Regions from separate parts of the Sus scrofa genome. Here region 2 is linked to region 1. Evidence: chromatin contacts called from public Hi-C data. All regions are on one chromosome and are shown on one strand. Each heading gives the region's core, a stretch centred on a gene start, on an enhancer-like site or on the middle of the called end of the contact. The rest is flanking DNA. Distances are from core to core; before and after follow the strand shown. Region 1 has its middle 80 kb from the start of FLRT2. Region 2 holds the start of FLRT2 (leucine-rich repeat transmembrane protein FLRT2).

Region 1 (5,980 bases), core at 3,252-5,751:
TTTGTGTGCCAAAAGCTCCATAATTTTGTATGCATCAAAAGAACAGGCTGGGTCATAAATAGCCGTCATTAATTGAAGCTGCTTTCACACTCAGTTTGTGATTTCTCATCTCCGTAATTTAGACAATGTGTATTCTTTAACCAGATGTGAAATTTTATTGTACTTCATGGGGCTATTTAATATTGAGCTTTCATTTTAAATATATTATAGAGCTCTCTGGACTAACACTTGTCTAGCCATCTTTGCGCTGCCTATTAAGATGTATGCAACTGCAGGTGAGTTTGGTTTACTCCAACGTTAGTATATTTTGGATCATGTCCAATTAACCATATCCCTTAAATTTTGACCTCATTCTTTATAGGAGTGTTGACCAATTTGGACAACTAGGGAAAAGGGTTATCATGGCTTTTCTTTTCTCCCTCATAGCCAGAACTGAATTTTTGGTTCCAGAAGAAAAGGACCACCTCTAGGAAATTAGGAATTGTGAGAAGTTGTAGGATCAGTCTTTCATTCTCAGCTTGTTTTCCTCATGGGCCACTTATGTACATTTCATAAGCTAAGCACAGCTATGTTTAGTTTCCCCAATTCCTCAGGCTATTCAATCTTTGCCATGCTGTTTCATCCATCAGAAATGGATGTCTCCATATCGTCTTCTAACTAATTCTGAGTCATCAAAGTTGCAAAACTTAGCTCCAGCATACCCCTTCCAGAAAGCGCTTTCCAGAACTTGTTTCAATTTCCCGGTTCTATATCCTAATAGATGGCTCTGTAGACAGTACCTATCAACAATTTATGTGTCGGTTTGCTCCACTATAATGCCGGATCCTAGAAAACAGGTCCTTTGAATTATTTAACTCTTTACAACTAATTCCTGGCCATGGCATAGACATAATAAATATTTATTGAGTGAATGAATGTTAGTTGAGTGAATGGATGGATATCATAGAAATGGCTTTATTTAAATACTATATTTATAGGAAATATTAATCACTAGCATATATGGAACACTTATTGTATGCTAAGCACTGTACTTTGCACTATATATGTTGTGATTCATTTAAAGTGCATAAAATTCCCATTTTACAGATAGGGAGACTGAGAAGCTGAAAGAAGAAGTATCTTGTCTAATCTGACAGAGATAGCCCATGGTGCAGCCAGCATTCAAATACAGGCTAGCTTTAGAGCTAGTAAACAAAACCCCCATACTGTTATTTTTCATAGTGCAAATTTCTAATGGTCGTTGGAAAAAACAAACTGAGAACAAAATTCCTCTGCCCTATACTTACTTATTCCTAATGGCTGTTCTTTTTATCTCACATAGAAAATAAAGAAGTAACATGCTGCTGTATCTATTGTAGCTTTAGTAATTTCAAATTGTAAATTTGCTTTGAAAGCCCTAGTGTTTAAATATTAATCAAAGCTATGGAACCTTCCAAGCAAGTGCTGTCAGAGAAAGCTCAACGTTAGTTAGATTTTTACTTGCTGACAAGTTAAAAATAAGCTTATAGTAGCTTTTCTACCTCCTGGAAATATGTTGGCCACTAAACCCATTGTGAGATTCAAAAGAAAATTTTTGGCACTCAACTTTAAAGCAAAGATATATAAAAGCCAGCAAATAAACCAAAAAGTGATTATCTTCTTTATTAAAGATTAACAAAAATAATCCTTTAATGATGTAATCTCACAATTGTTTTCAAATACAAGCAATTTCCTCTGTGTTTAGAAAAATGGACAAAATAAATACAACTCAGTATGTTTCTATGGTGGTTTTTCTAGGAATATCCTTTCATCTTTTTTGAGACTTCCAATACATTATAAAATTTATGACCAAAAAGCTTTATTAAATTGTGGAAAGTTTAAAGTTTTCACATGTATTAAAGAAATACTTTTAAACACACTGCACAGTGATACACTTGTGCTTTTCCCCAGATCATAATAGGATTTATAAACATGTTATTCTGTAGCTCACTTTAACATAGCATTCAGGGTATGTTATTTGATTTTGGGTTATTTATACTGTCTTTGACCCCTTCTCTTCTCTGTAAAACAGAAGTAATAATATAACTTACTTCATGAAATTAAAATACTTAAAAAAAACCAGTACCCATCAAGTCAAAGAGTTTAATAAGTTGCTGCTGTTGTCATTATTGACTCAGGCCAGGCAGTTTCATAAATGGACAAGCATCTGAAGAATGACAAGCATCTTCCTTTAATATGTCTGGCTGTCTTCTGTGACTGCAGGTAGATATTAGTCTGCTTATGCTGCCATAACAGAAGACCACAGAGTGACTTAAACAACAGAAATGTATTTTCTTATGATTCTGAAGCCTGGGAGTCCAAGACTAAGATGCCAGCAGGGTGGGTTTCTGGATGAGTCCTCTCTTTCCTGCTTGCCTTCTTGCTACATCCTCACACGGCCTTTCCTCAGTGGGCGCAGAGCTGGTGTCCCTTCCTTTTCTTATAAGGACCTTAGTCCCATGGGATTAGGGCCCCATCCTCATAACCACATTTAACTTTAATTACCTCCTTAAAGGCCCTGCCTCCATATGCTGTCACACTGGGGATTAGGATTTCGATGTATAAATTTGGAGGGCAAGATACACTTCAGTTCAAAACAAGATGGAACATCATTGGGTAATAATAATAAAAATCTAAATTTGAAGCCTCTTAAATGAGTCCTAGGTCAAATTATCCCCTGCTCACCCCAGTGGAGGGTTTTAAGAGGTACTCTGACTGCCATTTGAAACAAATGACTTCAGCTCCTGTTTACAGTTCCACTCATTAATATGCCTTCCTGACTCCAGCACTACATCCATAGAAACATCCACGGTATTTTCTATGGATTTTACTTTATTTTATTTTTTGCAGGGTGGGAGGGAGCTCAGCTAGTCTTTGACACCAGAGCATAAGGGATTCAGAAACTTCAGGAAAGAGGGAACAGTGGAACATTTGTCTGGGCACGCCGTCAGCTTCAAGCACGTGAAGAATGCTGTTGGAATGGCTTTGCCATCACTGGAATGGTTGTACAGCCACACATCCGTCCTTCATTTGGGTAAGTGTGAAATTCCTAAGCTTTTAAAAATAACAGCGTGACATAATAGGCTCTCATTCTAAACAAATTAAATCTCACCCACAATTAGAAGAAATAAGATTTGTATAATGATGACATTTAAAATTGAGACTGACGTGTCTCTCACCAGAAACTGGTAGTGGCTAATTTCACATTGTGCCGAAGAATCCACTTGTCAGTGAAAACCTACCTCCCTTGCTTAGATTCCCATCATTCTTTTTATGATAACTGCCCAGAGTCTCTGTTTAGTTACAATGCCAATTTGTTATTTCATATAATATTAACAAGTCATCACATAAAATGAACAGTGAGTTAATGTTCTGAAAGTCTGCAAGTAAATACTGAATTATGGTTAACGCCTTACAGTAGTTCATTTTAGAAAACTTCCATTTCCCTTCTCAAGTCTGCCAATATTCAAAATAATTTCCATCATCTCTTTAAACCTCCAATGAAACTATTTTATTTTCTTTAATATAACTAGAAAATCTAGTTGTTCAGATTAAGTTCTGCTATGGTCTAGATAAAGTAAGTGATCTATTGGCCTTCATGATGTCTTATGGGCATTAGCTAAATTAGACACAGCAGCACTCTTTTGCTATCAATAGCAAGTCCCCGACTGGCCACCTTTTCATAAATCCTGAAGAAGAGCACTATTAAAAATAATACTTCTGGTCAACAGTATAACAGCAAAGACACGCAAGTGAAGTTACAGTTACCAGTAGACAAATATTACCGCATAGAAATCTAATTAACGCTAATACAGGGCTTGAGCATTATGAGTGGTAGCTGGTTTTCAGCAGTGTTTGTAGCCTGGCTTTTCACAACACGGGTGCTCTGTTCTTCCTCCTCCAGATCTCACAGACCCAAGTCAGTAGCAGAGTAGTGCCAGAAAGACTATCAGCCAGAACATTTCTGGCAGCTGGCTTTTCTGGCTGAGCCCTGGGGAAAGCGAACCTACACTCATCTCCAAGGAAAGATAAGGAGGCCCACAAGGGAGGGAATTGTGCGTGAGGAAATTCGAGCAAATGCAAGCGTGATTCTGCCCTTGGTGCAGTTTGGCCTCAAACTGTGGAGTCAGTTGTTCTCTTTCGTTCTCATGTACATGACAACAAACCCAGCAATAACCGTGAACTCCTTTGGTTATTATTGGTCTGCTTTCCAGCCTGTTCCTTTTAGCACCTCTACCCATAATGGGTCTTGGTTCCAGCCTCTACCTTAAAGTTTCCTTTTCCAGGAAATCACTCACCTTCCCAGGCTTTTGAATCACTGTTTTATGACACAATAGGTGGAAAATAATGCATATGCTTTCTGACGATCTTGGAGGAATAAAAAGAGCGAGTGAGAGAAAGATGACCACGCAGGGGGATTGTCTGGCTTTGGAAAGCTCTCACCAGTTGGCAATTGTTAGAGAATGACTCAGCTGTCTGGCTCTACCTTTCAGACGGATTTAAGTGACCTGGAGACTAATCAACCACGCTAAGGCTTATTCACACATAGGCATGCCTGGATCGGCCAATCCCCACTGGGACACAGGAAGGGCAAATATCTCTGATGGCTTCAGGCAAATCCTACTCTTTTTCCCTTTGGAAATGCCATTAATTTAAACTTCCTATGAAAAGCTAAGAATGTCCAGTTATAGTCAAGCCTATAAGACTAAATAACTAAAATGCACTTATTTAACTATATTTCTTCCCACATTCAGTGCATGTTTATTTTATTCTTTTATTAAATGTCTGCAATGTGACAGGTGCCAAGTGAGGCTTTTAAGGGTGATTTGGGAACATTTGTACTCATTTTGCAGCGAAGCAAGTGAGGCCTAGAAAAGTTAAATTGCTTTTTCCAAGACATGCTTGCTTTCTTCTGCTAGAGAAGGGCTTCTCTAATCTTCGTACTTATCCTTTTCATTTTGACTATATATTTATTCAGCAGTAGTCAACAGTATTGGTTAATTTACATGTCTTATGTACTTTTTTCTTTTATGGCTGCACTCACAGCATATGGAAGTTCCTGGGCCAGGAATTGAATATGAGTCGTAGCTGTGACCTACACGTCAGCTGTGACAACACCAGATCCTTAACCCACAGTACCACAGAGGGAACTCCTATCTCATGTACTTTTGATACAGCTCCAGTGTCTTGAGATTGAGAATAACATATGCGATGAATAACAGGGAGGAAGAATAGAAGCCAACTGGGTCTTTATGGCAACAGTTAGCCTTGAGCCAGTGCTGGGAACACTGACCTCTAGATTCTTGCTCTGCCCAAGACAATTACATGTCTTTATCGGTTATTTAAATCAGTAGCTTGGCATTTCTCCTTTGTAACAAAAACTTCCTACCTGCTAGATTAAACTAATAAAGATAGCACAATGACTGGAGAGAGTGAAATGAAAGTTTAGAAAAAAAGCCTTCCTAAAATAAAACTATGATGAACACATTCCAGTCAGAAAGGCCCGGGTGTGAAGAAGCTCTGTGTTGTGTTTATCCAATGTGTTTTATTACCAGAAATGAGAGGAGATTCATTAGAGAATTATCCTCCTTACAACACTATGTCAAGGATAGGCACTTAAAACAGTGTCAGAGAGGGTCAGCAGTGGAGGTGGTACAGACTGCAGATTCCATCGATGAGAATAAATAACTCGGGCTCAGCTAGCAGGGCATCACATGATATGACTGGCCTGCGTCTCTAATTTCCCAAGATGAAAGGAATGGTGCAAGACCAAATTCCATTGCATTCTCCCCATCAGGCACAGTTTGTAAAAGTCCGCTTCCAAGGATACCAGCAGGAACATAAATATTAGGTTTGCTCCTTAAGGGTTAGAATGCAAAAGAGGTGGTACTGCGCATAAACACATTTGTTGCCACTAATAGAGCTAAAATATATTAAGCACTTACTATTTTCCAAGCAGTGT
Region 2 (6,678 bases), core at 1,356-3,855, 82 kb before region 1:
AAGAAAACCAGGTGCACGTTTCTTTCTTGGGAAAAAATTTTTTTTAAGCTTCTGGTTTTCTCCTCTCATTTCATTGCCGCTCCTCCTGCCTCCAGTAAAATGCTGTCATGTTTTAACAAGTCTGGAGAGAGGCTGAATCTGAACAGAAGAGGGAGAGCGAGTTCGCGTCGAGCGCTGCGCTGAGAAGCGCCGTCGGTGGGGCCATGCGGGAAGCAACCCGAGAGCTTGAAACTAGCTCAGGACCAACTCCCTAAGGATCCACTCGGCTATCGCAGCAGAATAGTAAGGCAGGGGCGGTGTCCACAACTGGCTAGGGATAATTTCCCTGTCCTCAGTTTAAAGTCTGAGTCACTTGGCGCCACTTTCCTAATTGTTTTTATTTCCTTCGCATCCCTGTTGTGTCTATCGCCTTCACGTTTTTGAGCGCCTAAGACGCGTTAAGCAGACTTGGAGAAATGCCCAATTTGCCTCCCGAGCACAAAACACGCATGGATCCACCCAGACGCAAGCCCGAGACGCACGCTGGCACACGCGTGCACACAGGCGCCTACGCGCCCCTGGGGTCGTGCCCACCGGTCGCTGTTCCTGTTGCATTTTGAGAAGCTTGCTGGGGAAATGCTTTGACTTAAAGGTAACATGCCGCTCTTCTCCCCACATGTAGCGTGTGACTAATAAATATCCAGAGGAGGCGGCGGAAGGTTGGGGGAGTTAATTGGACCGGGACAGACTGTGAATGCCATCTTGATGGGAGGTTCCAAGAGCAAAGCGCCAGCGACGACAGCAGCGGTGCCCTCCTTCTCCACCAGCAGCTGCCGTGGCAGGAGCCCCAAGAGCTCCAGGAGTTTCCCTGGCATCGAGTGCGGGTTAAACCCGCCCCAGTCCCTCTGTTCCCTGATGTTCCCTTTCCCTGATTAGTGCCCCGACCTCAACTAGATCTTGGGCTTGATTACAAAACAGAAGTGATCGCGCTGGCGCTGAAATCGCGGGGACAAGACCCGAAACGATCAGCGTGGCAGAGGGATTTTTCCAGGCATCTCAGAGCCCTCGCTGGGACGCGGTGGCAGCTGACGAGGCGAGGCTCCTGCGCTCCTCGCTGTGGCCTAGCTCCTACACTTACTGCTGGACGGCGTAATCCGCCCCCTCCTGCATCCCATGCTCGCGGAGCGCAGAACGCAACCCCAGTTCAGCCTGGTGGGTTTCTCCAGCAGTCACCGCTGGGGCGCTTAGAAGACGCGCTGGTAGGAGCTTAGTGCCAGGCCACTAAAGAACAGCAGGACTGGAGAAAGACTTGGTCTAGGGAGAAATAACCCCTTCCCCTACTCGAAGGAAAACGAACCGGCACCCGCTGCATCTTCTTAGCCACTAATGGACCCCAGCTTGCGGGCAGGGGGCGGGCTGAGGGCTTTAGACGCAACTGCTTGACAATAACGCTGGTGACATTAACAGCAGATGGAGTGGGCGCAGGAGGGGATTGCTACTCGTAGAAGTTACTCATTCTGGGAGATTGAGACGTTGGATTCAGGCAAGCTTAGTGTATCTAGAAACCCCAATTTAGGATCGATGTTCCAGGGGGCTAGCTAATTTGCATTTTGACCCAGAGCTCAGTTACAAAACTCCTTAGAAGAGGTATATTCGGCTTGCAAATGACTTCCTCCAAATCGAGGGAGGTTAAGCAGTCTTTTTTTTCTTTTTTTTTTTCCCCTGGATGTAAGATAAAGCCTATCCTTCCACCCCCAACGACCTGATTTTAAAAAAAAATCCCCCTTAAAAAACCGCGTGGTGCTCGCTGAGCGGCAGCCAGGGCGGTTCCTGGAAACTCCACCTGGTACCTCAGCCCCTTTTTACCTGGCGAGCGCGGCTCCTCTCAGTGGGCTCATCCGAATCCGACAGGGTCGGGGAGGTGGAAAGGGAAGAAGCTGGCTCGGCAGTAGCGGGGCTCCCGGGGCATGGTATTATTTTAGGGGTCGCCGCCAAGGTCCCTCTTGCCCATCGTTGAAAACTGCCAACCTGATCCCGGGGCTTAGTGGACAAGGCGGCGGGCGCAGAGCTCCCTCCCTGCTCCTTGACACAGGGGGCCGAAGGCCAGAGACGCACCCGGGGCGGGAGTCGCGGAGCTTCTAGCGCCGAGATTGCAGCCACTGGTGTTATCTCCGAGCCCTCCTCGTTCCTCTGAGGAGACGGTGGAAGATGCCAAACTCACAAGTGACGGCGACAGGTTTCGAACGTACAACTAACTACAAGGTACCCACCCTGAGACAGTAAGCTGCTTTTCCCCTCCCCCGCCTCTCCCTCCTACCGGGGAGGGAACTGACTTAACCCTGTGTGCGCCCTGCACTCCCTGGAGAAGCTGTAATCGACTAGGAAACCGCAGGCGGCGGCTCCCGGGGCGAGAGCTTTGTTCACGTGCGTTTCCAGTGGGTGTGTTGCTGTCTGGGGGCACTCGCGTGGCAAGACGCCAGTGGCAGGCTTCCAGCGCCAGACTCCGGCATGGGAAGGAGCCCTAGCGTTTCATCCGGACCAGACCCAGCCTTCGGAATCTATTTTTTGCCTACAGTTACCACATTTATTGGAGTTGCCAGCGAAGTTAGGTTTTATTCCTTTTTTTTTTTTTTTTCCTTTTCCCTCCCCTGCCCCTCCGGACCCCTGGATTATTTCCTTTCCTAGAGGGTGCTTTGAAGTCATGGAACTCTCTGCTCATTCTAACTCTAGCTTGTAATTGTTTTGCGTGTGCAAGACGAATTGTGGAAGGCACCCACCCACTCACGCCAAATTTAAATGAAACCGCAAGGAAAGTTGCCTCCCAGCCACCCACCCACCCCATGTCTGCAGAAGCCAAAGGACCACATATTCAAATAAGATTTAAAAAACGGAAGATGGAGGGCGAGGGATATTAAGATGTGAAAGAGGAGGTAGACGTGGAGGGTATGGAAGGGGGTGGAGGTGGGGGGGGGAGAGAGCGAGAGCCTTAGAACGGAAATAAACAGGTTAAAGACAAACAAGAATGACGATGCAGAAAATATATCTGAGTCCCAACGTTGAAAGCATCAGGTCAGCTTTAAGCCCCTGGATTTTAATCAGCAATATTTCCCCAGTTTCTTTGGAAGCTGTTTAAAAAAAAAAAAAAATAGCGCCTTGGCCACCCAGATGCTTTGCATTTTGTAAATATCTTCGACCAAGTCTCTGGACTCCCAAGAAGTTAACTGGAGTTGGAGGCAGCGAGTCATCTCTCAGACGCAGAAGGAAAGCTAAGACAGGAGAAAACTGACAGCAGGGCTCCTCTGCTGTCACCGTCACACCCAAAAGAGCGAGAACAGTGCCCAGAGCGCAAAAGCAGAAGTCTTCCAAGGATTCCTTCTTTCTCCCTCTCCATTTCGGACTAAAGAAAGAAAGACGGAGCCTTTAAAAATCATTCACTTGAATCTTGCAGAAATTGAGTTATTTTAAATAGAGAAAATGTCTAAATAGAGAAAATCCACCGGATAGATGATGTTCTAATTTCTCTCTGCTACATAATAGCCATTTAAAAGGCATCTCTGAGCCAGGCCAGCCCACCGAGTCAATGGGAACGCTGTTTCCAGCCCTCTGGGTGCAGAATTCCGTTGTAAATCCTTCTGGTTTGTCAAGGTGGCAGCAAAGCATAGGAATAGCTCCTCAAGCTGCAGAATCAACACAGGAGACCACATTTTAGGGCAAATACTCATCTACCTGCTTTTAAACTTCCACTTTTGTATGTGTAAGTGTACATAGGGATCCAGGTGAGGTGCTTCCTTTGAAATCTTGATCTGAGATAACAATATAATTACTTCATCTTTAAGAATACATTTTTGTGTAATGGCAAAATGGAACCCTGTACAGATTTTGCTTTCTGATTTATGCTCCAGGAAATGTAATAAGACTGAGAAAGGGAGAGGGCTTGGTTGCAGATGTACAGAATTTGTATATAACACTATTGCTCTTTCTAATTATAAGAAAACAATGTCATGTGGATGCACTCCCTATTAAAGACAATTTGTGCAACTACTGAAATCAGGACAAGGAAATTTAAGTATGGAAAATATTGGACTAAAGGTGTGAACAGAATCACTGGCACAAATTTATTAGGCATATGACCCATGAGTCAGCTTTAGAAATGTGTAATGGTGGGGTCAGAGGAAGCAAAAGGATAGTAAATGTGGTTCAGGGGCTCCAGAGGATAATGATTTTGCAAACTCACAAAACTGTGATAATTAGATTACTTTATTTTTATAGGAAAACTATCACTAGCACATAAGAAAAGAGAACTAGAGAAACAAAGAGCAAATCTGTGAGCTTCAAACACCAGAAAATCAGTTTATTCTTAGGATGTAGATCTTCAATGGAATTTTTGCTTCAGTTGAAGTTTGCCTTCTCAAATATTTTAGCGTTCCCCCCCAGCTCCTGCCTCCAGTTTCCTGTCCAGTTCCCTATCTATACGTACATATGTACCTTGGCTTTCTAATACTTTGTGAAAGTGAAAAATAACATTGGATTTGGATTCATCAGATTGCAGTTTAAACCCAAGGCACTGAAAATTTTGATTCTGGGTAAGTTCAGCGTCAAGCCACCATTCACTCTTCTATGAAATGGACATAAAAATACTTGTTCTACCAGCCTTATAATATATAGAATCATAAATCAGTATTTATAAAGGTGCTTTAGAAATTTTAGTTGTTGTCATTGCTAATACTATTATCATTACATCACACAGTCCCAGCCTTCAAAACATAGGAAAATGACATCATACTAAATGTAGCCTGTTTCCCCTAATGTTAACATTTTACATGACCTTGGAGCATTTATCAAAAGGAAGAAAACAACACTGTTACATTGCTATTAACAAAACTCCAGACTTTATTCCTATTTTGTCAGTTTTCCCACTAATGTCCTTTTCCTGTTTCAAGATTCCATCTAAGGTACTGTGTTGCCTTTAGCCATCATATGTCCTATGTTCTGTGACCATTCCTCAGTCTTATACATTTTTCATGACCCTGAGAGTGTTGAATGAGCCATGGTCAGGTGTTTTGTCTCTCGGTTTGGGTTTGGTTGATGTTGTCTCAGACTGGACTCCAGATTCGACTCTAATTATGGGTTGGGGGAAAGAACACCGTGGAGGTGGAGTGTCATTCTCATCACATCCTATCAGGTGGTCTGAGATATCAGCACGATATCACTGATGCTAAAGTCATCACTGTTTAAGGTATTGTGTGCGAAGTTTCTTCCACTATAGATTTATTTGTCCATTTCCATACCCTGTTGTTTGGAAGTGACTCAGTAGTTCCTGATCACCCTCGTGAATTCAGAATTTTAAGATGGGCAAAATAAGTATTTAAGGTGGCTTGTAAACACCCCAAATATGAAATTTATCCAGGAATAACTTCCAAGGAAAATCCTCCTATAGTCTATATCCTTAGGAAAGTGTTCAATGATCTCCTCTTGGGTATGTATTTATTTTCCCCTTTCTTCCCAACCCTTATTGCCCCAGGTACCTGGTAGCAGGTGGCAGATTCCAACTCCACTATGGTAAGGTGACATCCATGACTTCTTCTCTCTCCTCTTCTGATCATGTCATGTTGACTTAGTTCTCCCTCAAAGCGATAGTAGCTATTTTCATCTTTCTCTCTGGACTAGATCTAAGGGCATCAAAGAATTGAAATGGTCTTATTTTTCTATTCTTCTAGTAAATATTCAAAAAAAAACACCTGTGGATTTCATGAACAAGCTCCTCCAGCAGGTAGAGAGACATGCATTCTGTCTCCTAAGATGAGAACCACCTTAAGGAAACCCGTGGTTAACAGAGTGTGGAGAAGTGGTGTCACACATTAGGGCAGGGAGTACAAAATACTCCCTGCCCTAATGTGTGACACCCTTTCTGTGCATGTGGCTCAGTTTATGTGATTCGGTGACACTGAAATGAATACCCTTCTGATTGTGAAACACCTGCTACCGTATGTGGTCCATCCATTCATCCAACAGACATTTGTAGAAAGCACAAAACAGGTAGCAGGTCTGTGATGAACCTGCTCTCAGTCTAATAGAGACACATAGGTAAGTAATTATACATTCATTTGGTAAAAATAACAGTTTAGATGTATGCAAAGTTTTTCACTACTTCGAAATCAGATTCTCTCCAGAAGAAAGTCTTCATCCAAGTGATGAAGAGGATTTTTTGATCATATGTTGATTTTAGAGGGCACTTTGCTGCCTTGTTTTATATCCAGCTTTCTGCATATATCAGCCATAGGTACCAACTAGAGTCCCTTGTCTCATGGGAAGCTCTGGGGGCCAAGAATGGGGAAGTCAGCATGGAAATAGTTGCTTAAATATCCATTCCCCCAAGCTTCAGTTTCTTTGACTTTCCATGAGGGTTACAAGATGATTATGCGTGAACAAAAACAGAAGGTACATACTGACAGGAAACAAAAGCACGTTAAACCATGGAGATTTCCTCTTACATGAACCTGCCATTTGTTAAGCAGTGGTTCTCTATTCCAAAGGGAAGCTGGCAAAAAACTTGAAGCAAACATTCTCCAACAGCACTGGGAAGAATAAGTGAGGGAAATGCCTCTTTAACAGGTAGGGGGGCAATGTAATGACATAAGTTATTTTAAGAAGAGACGAAAGATCTACCCAGGGACTTATTTGAACCTGGTCACAAGCACC

What was found. A called contact is a pair of places that touch in the nucleus more often than the background predicts.
Region 2: a Hi-C map of skeletal muscle shows a contact between it and region 1, with 4 times the contacts expected there. The contact joins the promoter of FLRT2 here to the enhancer-like site in region 1. A contact is called at or near these places in 3 of 47 Hi-C or Micro-C datasets (embryonic fibroblasts, liver and skeletal muscle) and 1 of 2 datasets of contacts at active chromatin or transcription factors (skeletal muscle).

What each region holds. Positions count from the first base shown.
Region 1 is chr7:107,728,947-107,734,926 of Sscrofa11.1, reverse strand. No RefSeq gene overlaps it. Among named protein-coding and RNA genes, the nearest start is that of FLRT2, 80 kb to the left of the region's middle. Within about 2 kb of position 4,501, at least 18 of the 83 cell types and tissues checked have an H3K27ac peak or open chromatin away from gene starts, as enhancers often do. A contact at or near this core is called in skeletal muscle, where this site is marked.
Region 2 is chr7:107,808,281-107,814,958 of Sscrofa11.1, reverse strand. FLRT2 (leucine-rich repeat transmembrane protein FLRT2) reads right to left here and starts at 2,605. Exons shown (of 2, transcript XM_021099587.1): 1 at 1,846-2,605.